Regions from separate parts of the Anser cygnoides genome. Here regions 1 and 3 are each linked to region 2. Evidence: chromatin contacts called from public Hi-C data. All regions are on one chromosome and are shown on one strand. The core of a region is the stretch at or near the end of the contact, and the rest is flanking DNA. Distances in the headings are between cores, read along the strand shown.

Evidence for each region. Hi-C and Micro-C count contacts between places; a contact is called where the count stands out from the background.
Region 1: a contact with region 2 is called in a Hi-C map of liver, with 2.0 times the contacts expected there. The contact joins the promoter of CDC123 here to the enhancer-like site in region 2. A contact is called at or near these places in 2 of 7 Hi-C or Micro-C datasets (both in liver).
Region 3: a Hi-C map of liver shows a contact between it and region 2, with 2.6 times the contacts expected there. The contact joins the promoter of CAMK1D here to the enhancer-like site in region 2. A contact is called at or near these places in 5 of 7 Hi-C or Micro-C datasets (fetal liver, granulosa cells and liver).

What each region holds. Positions count from the first base shown.
Region 1 is chr1:6,799,922-6,802,621 of Taihu_goose_T2T_genome, reverse strand. It overlaps CDC123 (cell division cycle 123), which reads right to left and starts at 1,413. Exons shown (of 13, transcript XM_048062496.2): 1 at 1,227-1,413; 2 at 49-120. The coding sequence starts at 1,300.
Region 2 is chr1:6,988,499-6,991,198 of Taihu_goose_T2T_genome, reverse strand. All of the region lies in intron 2 of CAMK1D (calcium/calmodulin dependent protein kinase ID), which reads right to left. Among named protein-coding and RNA genes, the nearest start is that of CAMK1D, 130 kb to the right of the region's middle. Within about 2 kb of position 1,373, at least 2 of the 3 cell types and tissues checked have open chromatin away from gene starts, as enhancers often do. A contact at or near this core is called in fetal liver and liver, where this site is marked.
Region 3 is chr1:6,858,942-6,861,641 of Taihu_goose_T2T_genome, reverse strand. CAMK1D (calcium/calmodulin dependent protein kinase ID) reads right to left here and starts at 1,367. Exons shown (of 11, transcript XM_048062699.2): 1 at 992-1,367. The coding sequence starts at 1,083.

The sequences.
Region 1 (2,700 bases), core at 164-2,663, 190 kb after region 2:
TATAAAATAGTATTAATACTTGCACGGTGGGAGGGAAACACTCTTTACCTTCCAGAAACCACAAGCGTCCCATCATCCAGCAAGTATTCTTTCACATTATCTGGCAGGGGAAGTATAACACTGGAAAAAAAAAAAAAAAAACAAGAAAATTAGTTCAGTAATTTATTATCAATATTACTTGCTAAAATAATAAATTGTTGCGTAAGAATAATAGCTTTTAAATGGAATGTACCTCAATATCGGTATGTTTTATTCTGTAATGCTATGAAAAGACATGTTTCTCTTCCTCCCCTCCCACCCTTCCCAAAATGCAACTCTCTTTTTCCTTCCAGGGAAGTAGAGAAGAAAGAAAGAGACAAAAATCTCAGACAAAATGCACAGAAATACTCCACTTCTTCAAACCTGTAAGAAATTCAAAGACTGCATGTGGCCAGTGAGGAGAGGGGCAATGTGTTGTTCAAAACAAATGTTTCCCTACTAAAATCCAAACCAAAATTTGCCTTTATCACTTGAATGTTCCAAAAATGTATGACTGTTGCTAAATTGACCAAAAACCCTACACTGGCTAAACACTAAAATGCATAAAGATGAAATGCTTTGATTACCAAATGCCTGATAATTACAGCTTTTTGATCCACCGGGGCACCTTTCTTGAGTTTGACTTCCCTGAGCTGCTGGTGGGTCTCATAACCACCGGGTGACCCGCAGCGGCACCTCAGCAACCACAGAAGCTGCTACTTTTTCCAAAAAATATACAGGAACGTGAAGTTAGCCACTTGTTTTGGGGGCGCTCAGCCCGGTTCTCTGAGCAACCAAGCGGGCACAAGGTGGGATGCGGACAGCCTGGGGTCCCACCAGAGCACAACACGGAGAACACCAGCGCCAGGCCTGCACCTCGGGCCTCCCAAAGCAGCTCCCTGGGGTGGATGTAGAAGGCTCCAGGTCCTGGGGCAGCCCCTGGAGCCTCGATGGACACCTCTTTGTTTCCTCCCACCCAGCACTGCCCCACGCAGGCCCTTATTTCTCACCCAGCCCGGCCCCAAACACCCCTCCCCGGGTCTAACCGAGCTCGCAGCCTAACCCACAGGGCCAGGACCAGCCTCGCATAAACTCCCCCTGCCTCCAAACCCACACCACCCCTCACACCACCCCACGTATCGCCCTACACACCGCCCCACACCCCCCCTCACACGCCGCCCCACAGGGGCTCCCCCAACCCCACGCACCTACGGATGGTGACGGTCCTGAACAGCGGGTACCACACGGAGAAGCGGCAGTGCGCTACCTGCTCCTTCTTCATCCTCCCCTCAGGCCGGCACGGCACGGCCCGACCCGTTTCGTCCCCTTTTCTCCCCAAAAAGCTCCCTTTCCGCCCGGAACCTCCCCTCCGCTCCCGGAGCCGCCCGGGCCGGCATCGGCGGCGCACCCGGCCCGGCCCCGCCTCGCCTCAGCCGCCGCCATCTCGTCAGCGCCACCCGGCCGCGGCCCCGGCTCCCTTCCTGCCGCCGGGCACAGCTCGTACGTGGGGCTTTTCTGCGGGGTCACCCGCTGGGGACGGCGTCCAGACGCCCTTTCATCCCTTTCCTTAAGTATTTCCCCGGGAGCCGCGGAATTGCCCACGGAAATGTGGGGTTTTTAAGCCCTCCGGTTCTGCTCTGCCTTCGAGCCCCCCCTTCGGTCCCGCTCGGTGCTCTCCGTGCTCAGTTCCATATTCCCCTATTTCCTCTGAACTTTGCGATTTTAGTTCACCCTCCTCTGCCCCTCAGGGGAGGCTGGCAGCAACACACGGGTGCTGCTAACCCTCTTCTGCTTGCACAAAACTGTCCTTCTTTTCCCTTTTTTCTTTTTTTGTTCTCTTCTACGTGGCAGGAGCCGGTTATTTCTCCGTATTTTATTCACTTCTGAGTGAGTGGGTCATCCATACTGCTGAAATAAGGACAGAAATGACATGTTTTTTCTTCCCTTTTCCTCTCCTCTCAACTTCTAATCAATTGATTTTGGTGCTCGAATCGTGTTGCTGAAATACAAGCGAACTTCGCTGCAACCTGGTGACAAATCGGTGAATAAAAGTGACTTCCCAAACTTCAGCAATGTGTGTTTTGAGCACGTATCTTAGCACTCTGCTGGATAAATTGTGCATAAAACACTCGCCAGTGCCCCTTTTGCACGTTCTGCAGAAGGGATCCTGTCTGGTGTTTTAGCTTAATCTTGCCTTGGGACACAGTTGCTGAGCTTCTGTTAAATCTGGTTGCTGTCAGTTGGGATGTGTAGCTTGGATCAGATAATTCCCTTTGAAAAGAGGTTTAGAAAAGCTAATCCATCTATTGTGACTTGAAGAGGTTAACGTAACGCCCTGGTAGCCTGGCTGCTCTGTAAGCTCATTCCCAGGCCTCACTTGGTTTTAGATCTTAACTTTCAGGAAGGATAATGTAGAAACTGATGTCAAAAGGTTGGATATTCCCTTCGAAGGAAACCACTCAGTAAAGGAATAAGCAATGGGCGTAAAGTTATACCTTTTGTAACTGGTATGACTTTTTGAGGTCTGAATTTGAGCCCTACATGAGGCAAATGGAACAAGCAGCACAATTTGCCGGCAATATCCTGTGATCCTAACCGTGGAAGTCATCAGAGAAGGTAGAAGTGGGCCAACAAGAAGGTAGAAGTGGGCCAACCTGTGTGTTTTTTTCCTAGAATTTATAG
Region 2 (2,700 bases), core at 124-2,623:
CGGGAAAATCCTGTGATATTTTAGCAAAATTTCCTGGTAGACCGCATCACAAATCAAGTTCTTCTTATTGACAGCAGGAAACCAATAGACCACCCGCTTGGCTTTGTACAGTCCCTTAAGGGTTGCAAGTAGGGCAAGGACAGTTTTGCTTTGTTTCAGTGAGCTGAAGGCACTCTTAGTTCCCAAAAGGCATTTCCAGCAAATATTCACTTTTAATGGAAACTCTTATGTATGTTTATTCATTTTCCTTTATGCACACACACAGGCGTGTGATCGTCTGTGTACCTGATACCATCATGACAGAGAAGGTAGTTTTAATATCAGTAGTGATAGCTGTTTAAAGCCTCCAACATAGTCTGCAGCACATTTTTACCGCACACATATATTAATGCCTTTCTATATACGTGTGGCAAATCAAACGCTTTGCATTTCTATTTTTATTTTCTATTTCGAGAGCCTCCTTTTTATTTTGGGAACCTCGGAGGTTCTCCAAACTCAACCCAAGCCCTGTGAGGCAGCCGCCAGCAACACCTAGAGGTTGCACGCCCATGGGTGACGGGGGGGGAGCACCCACAAAGACGAGCAGTTGGGGTGGCAGAGGGCAGAGAGGAGCCCATCAGACACACAGCGCTGCAGGCTGAGGGCTGCCACAAGACCTTCTCCCTTTCCTCATTTGCAAAGCAAATGGGCCCCGTGCTGCTGCACTGTCTGAAGGCGGATGCACTTGCTCAGCTTTAAAGCGATTCCTCGGTGAAAGACTCAGGGAGAGAAACGAAAGCAGAATGAAGGAGAGAGACAGGGGATAGAAGACCCAAGAAGAAAGGGAAAGAAGGCAGCAGAAGCTGAATCACCCCCAAAGAATAAAAGGAGTCACCCTGTAGGGATGAGGATATTTGGAAGAAGATATCCTGGGGCATCACAGCCATGCACAACAGCCACCCCATCGACCATTGGCACTGGAGGGGCTCTCTGTGACGGTCAGAGGCATTTATTTCTGCTTTGCCTCAGCCTCCCCATGATCAGCAGGGCCTTCACCTCGGCGTTACGCAGTGCTTAATATTCCTGCCAAAGCGCACGTCGCTTGGCTCGCACAACATTTCCATACTCAGAGGGAATCCCGAACGATATGCTATTTAAGGGAAAATGGAATTCAAAATTAGAAAATAGCGATAATCAAGGGAGCTAGCTCGGGCAGAAGCCTACGGGTAAGACCCAGCTGCAGGTCGGGCCAGTGAAGCCGAGCAGCTGTGTGCTTCCCAGCAGAGGTCACTGCAGCCAGCAGCAGCCGCTGCTGCTCTTTGCTCAGTCTGCACAAGTTCGTGCACCCCTTTCCTTGCTCTAAAACACGGGACAGCAATCGCCTAGAGCCCTGCTACAAAATAATGAAGCCTCCCTGGCTCGACACCGTTCTTTACGACACCACCTCGGGATTTGTGGGATCGGGTGCGTTACTGACGCCGCATTTTGTCCACCCTGCAAAGCACGGAGGGGAGCAGGGAAGGTGTGAGGCCCTCCTCAGCAGCACCAGACACACGGGGAATGGGGACGGATGCTCCTGGCTTGCACAGATGCTTGGGTAAATCGAGAACCGAGGAAAGCACCATGCAGCGGCAGCTACTTGATGGTCACAGATCAGGAGGGATTTGGGGATGGCTTACTAACTCTGCTTTTATCCCCTTTTAGAAGCACCAAGTGAATCTCAGAGGTTCGGGGATTCATGCTGCTAACCCTCAGAATGCCTCCGTGCAGCCCCATGGTGATCTCTCTTAGCAGAAGTACTCGCCCAGCTACCCAAGCTCCTCAGCACCTGCTGGGGGTTTTTCTTTTCAAAGGTGCTGTTCTCACTTTGCAGAGGAAAGGCAGCGTGCAGAAAAGCTAAAAGGGTTTTCTGCAGTCTGATGGGAGGACGAAGCAGATCACCCAAAGCCTTATTATTCCAGTTCCCTCTCCTGGAGGAGCACTGTGCTGACAATGCCCCCAAAGCAAACATCAAAACCTGGGCTTGGATAAAGCATTTTAGATCAGTTTATATAAATTGTTGCAAACAAGGAAACATCCAGCTGAGGAAATCTCCCTTATCACTCTTTCAACCTCCACTTTGTCACACTTGATGTTTTTCTGGCTGCTCTCCCTCCTTCCTGGCAAATCCCAGACACTGCTTCCATCTCCTACACCCTACTGTGTCCCCCAAAATCCCCCTGTGTTTGACGCAAAGGGAAGGTGCCACCTCCCATGAGATTCAGCTACAAGACCCAGGACCTGCTGGAGTCCAGGGGACAAAGAAGGGGAAAAAATAAGTGGAAGTGAGAATCAGGGAAATTTAAGTATAGAAAAAAATACAAGTGATCAATCCTAGTAAAAACCTAGAAAAAGAAATTATGGATTCATCAGATTCAGAGCAGCACTGGTTTGAAAGCTGTGCAGGCAGACACGAGCCACAAGGCACGATGCAGATGCAACTGAATAAAATTATAGGATTTTCCCTCTGGCCTTTCCAGTCTGTGATTCTGCTCATGTGCTTCTACGGAGGTGTCAGCAACACGAGCAAACAGGGGCAGTGCTGTACCTGAACAATATAACATGCATGAACTATAAACTGTAGATTAGATAGAATATAAAAATCTAATAAAAATATAAATAATCTAATGCATAGATAATAATTGAATCTAATAATCTAACAATCTAATATACGTATTTATA
Region 3 (2,700 bases), core at 118-2,617, 130 kb after region 2:
ACATGGCGATAAAGCACCCGTCCCATACAACCCAGCGTTCACGTCCTCGCCCACCCACACGGCAGCCCGCACCCTGCCCTTCCCCAGCAACCGCGGCTCTCTGCCTCTACAACATCCGACGAGCGAAAATTTCTCTCAACAGAAATAAAACTCCCCGCTCAGCCAAAAAAGCATCAGCCTGCACCCTGCTCCCTTCCACCATCTGCGCATGTTTATTCTGAGCCTTCCGAAAAAAAAAAAAGAAAAAAAAAAAAAACTCCAACGTTTTACTAATCTTTATGCCCCGCCACTATAAATAACAGAAATAAAGCCCAACAACAGTTAAGCATCGTAGCTAAAGCACATCCAATCCACTCCGATTATTTCTGCTTGTCCGTCCACGAATGGATGCAGCCATCAGCTTTAGGGGACAGCATGCAAGTCAGACCGCATTTATTTACAGTGGCACCGTCAAGAAAAAGCCTTTCCCCATCTCCCTATCCTATTAACATTTTAAACCGGGGGGTGGGGGGGGGTCTTTTTTTTCTTTATTTTTTTCTTTATTTTTTCTTTTTTTCCTTTCTTTTTTCTTTTTCCTTTTTCTTTTTATCTTTTTCCCTTTTCTTTTTTTCTTATTTTTCTTTTTTCTTATTTTTTTCTTTCTTTTTTCTTTTTTCTTTTTCTTTTCTCTTTTTCTTTTCTCTTATTCTTCTCTTTTTCTTTTTTTTTTCTTTCTTTTCTCTTTTTGTTGTTCTTTTTTTTTTATTATTTAATTTTTTTTTTGGGGGGGGGTAGCCCAGCCGCCTGCCCCGCAGCCACCCTCATCCCTCACCTCCTACCAACCCCCCCCCCCGGTGCCGTTTGTCCCGGGATTCCCAAACCTCCCCGGCTCGGTGCCGGGCGGGATGCTCGGAGCGACCCCGGCGGCAGCCCCCGCGCAAATCCCCCCCGCGCAAATCCCGCGCAGCGCAGGGACGGCGCCTCCCGGCCCGCTCCGCTCCCCGCCACCTACGTCCCCAGCGTCTCCTTGAACTCGAAGATCTTCTTGATGTCCTCCGCCTGCTTCTTCCAGGAGCCGCCGCCGTCCCCGTTCTCCCGGGCCATGGCCGCTCCGCGCAGCCCCGCGCAGCCCCGCGGATGCCGGGCGGCACCGAGCCGCCTGCGGCTTTTGCTTTCTCTTCTGAGAAAGCAGCGGCTGCTGCTGCTGCCTCTGCCGGCTCTTCCTCCTCCTCCTCCTCCTCCTCCTCCTCCTTCTTCTCCTCCTCCTTCTCCCCTTCCTCCTCCTCCTCCTCCTCACACTTCCTGCCCGCCGCCGCTTTTATTTCCTCCGCGCTCCGGCGGGCTCCACGAGTGCCACTTTTCCTGGGCTATTTCCTCCCAACTTTCTCTGCCCCCCCCCCCCCCCTTTCCCCTCGTCCTCCCCCCCTCCCCCCTCGCCCCTCCCCGTGCCACCCCCGGGGCTGCCCCGTGTCCCCCCCCGCCTCCTTCAGCACCCTCAGGGACACTTTGGTCCCCCCACTCCGGGAGGAAAAGTCCCTTTTTTTTTTTTTTTTCTTTTTTTTTTCTTTTTTTGAGGGAGGTCACTGATTCCCCCCCCCCCCCCCCTACCCCCCCGCTGTCCCCAAGCAGGGCGTGCGGGGGCCCCGTTGGATGCTCCGAGCCTCCCGGGCGCGGTGCGGCTGTGCGCGGTTGTTATGGCAATGGGAGGAGGAGGAGGAGGAGGAAGAAGAAGAAGAGGGGGAGGAAGAAGAGGAGGAGGAGGAGGAGGAGGAGGCAGCCCCGCCGCTGCTCTGCTGCCTGGCGCTGCCCCTCCTGACTGAATGACTGGAGATAATTCGCATTGCACCAAAACCGCGCACGTCAAACGGGAGGGGAGGGAAAGCAAAGAGATAAAAAAAAAAAAAAAAAAAAAGGGAAAGCGGGGGAAAAAAAAAATAAAAATTAAAAGCCACACCGCAGGCGGCCGGGCGGGGTGGTCCGGAGCTGCGCGGGGGATGCGCGGGGATTGCGCGGGGATTGCGCGGGGGATGCGCGGGTTTTGCGCGGGGTTTGCGGTGCCCACCGTGAGCGCAGCCGCCCCGTGGGGGCCAAAAGTGGCCCCCAGCCCCTTGCCCACCCCGCAGCGGGAGCGAGGGGCAGGATGCGCCCCCGGTGACACGGCAGAAATACGCGCTAAACCCGTGGGTAGGTTTCCCGTTAATGTCTTGCAAATAGGTAAAGCGCAAAAAAAAAAAAAAAAAAAAAAAAAAGTGGATTTCTCCTCCAAGTTGGGAAGTAAAAAGGCAGGTGCGGACCCACGGGTGTTTTTGGGGGCGGCTCAAACCCTTGGTCATCAAATGAGGCGGCTGAAAATGAGGCGTGACACGACTAAATATTGCATCGACTCGTAAACAGATGTGAATGCGCGCCTAACTGCTTAAAATGTGCCGTGTCCTTTCACAGAGTCCTTAAAATCCCACTTTGGAAAGGGATTTTCCGGACCGCTCATCATTTATGAGCACGGGAGCTTTCCCCTGGGGCTCCCACTTCCACGCGGGTTTGGAGCCTGGGGGAGCTCAGCCGGGTGGGGAGGTGTAAATTTGGGGAAAACACCGAGGCAGGCCGGGGTGTTTGGGCAATGCTACCCTCTGCTGGGCACAGGCACACGGCTGAGCGTGTGCCAGCTCCTGCATTAATTAGTGCCCTCTCTAATGCAATGCTTTGGTGGCCATCCCGCCCCAT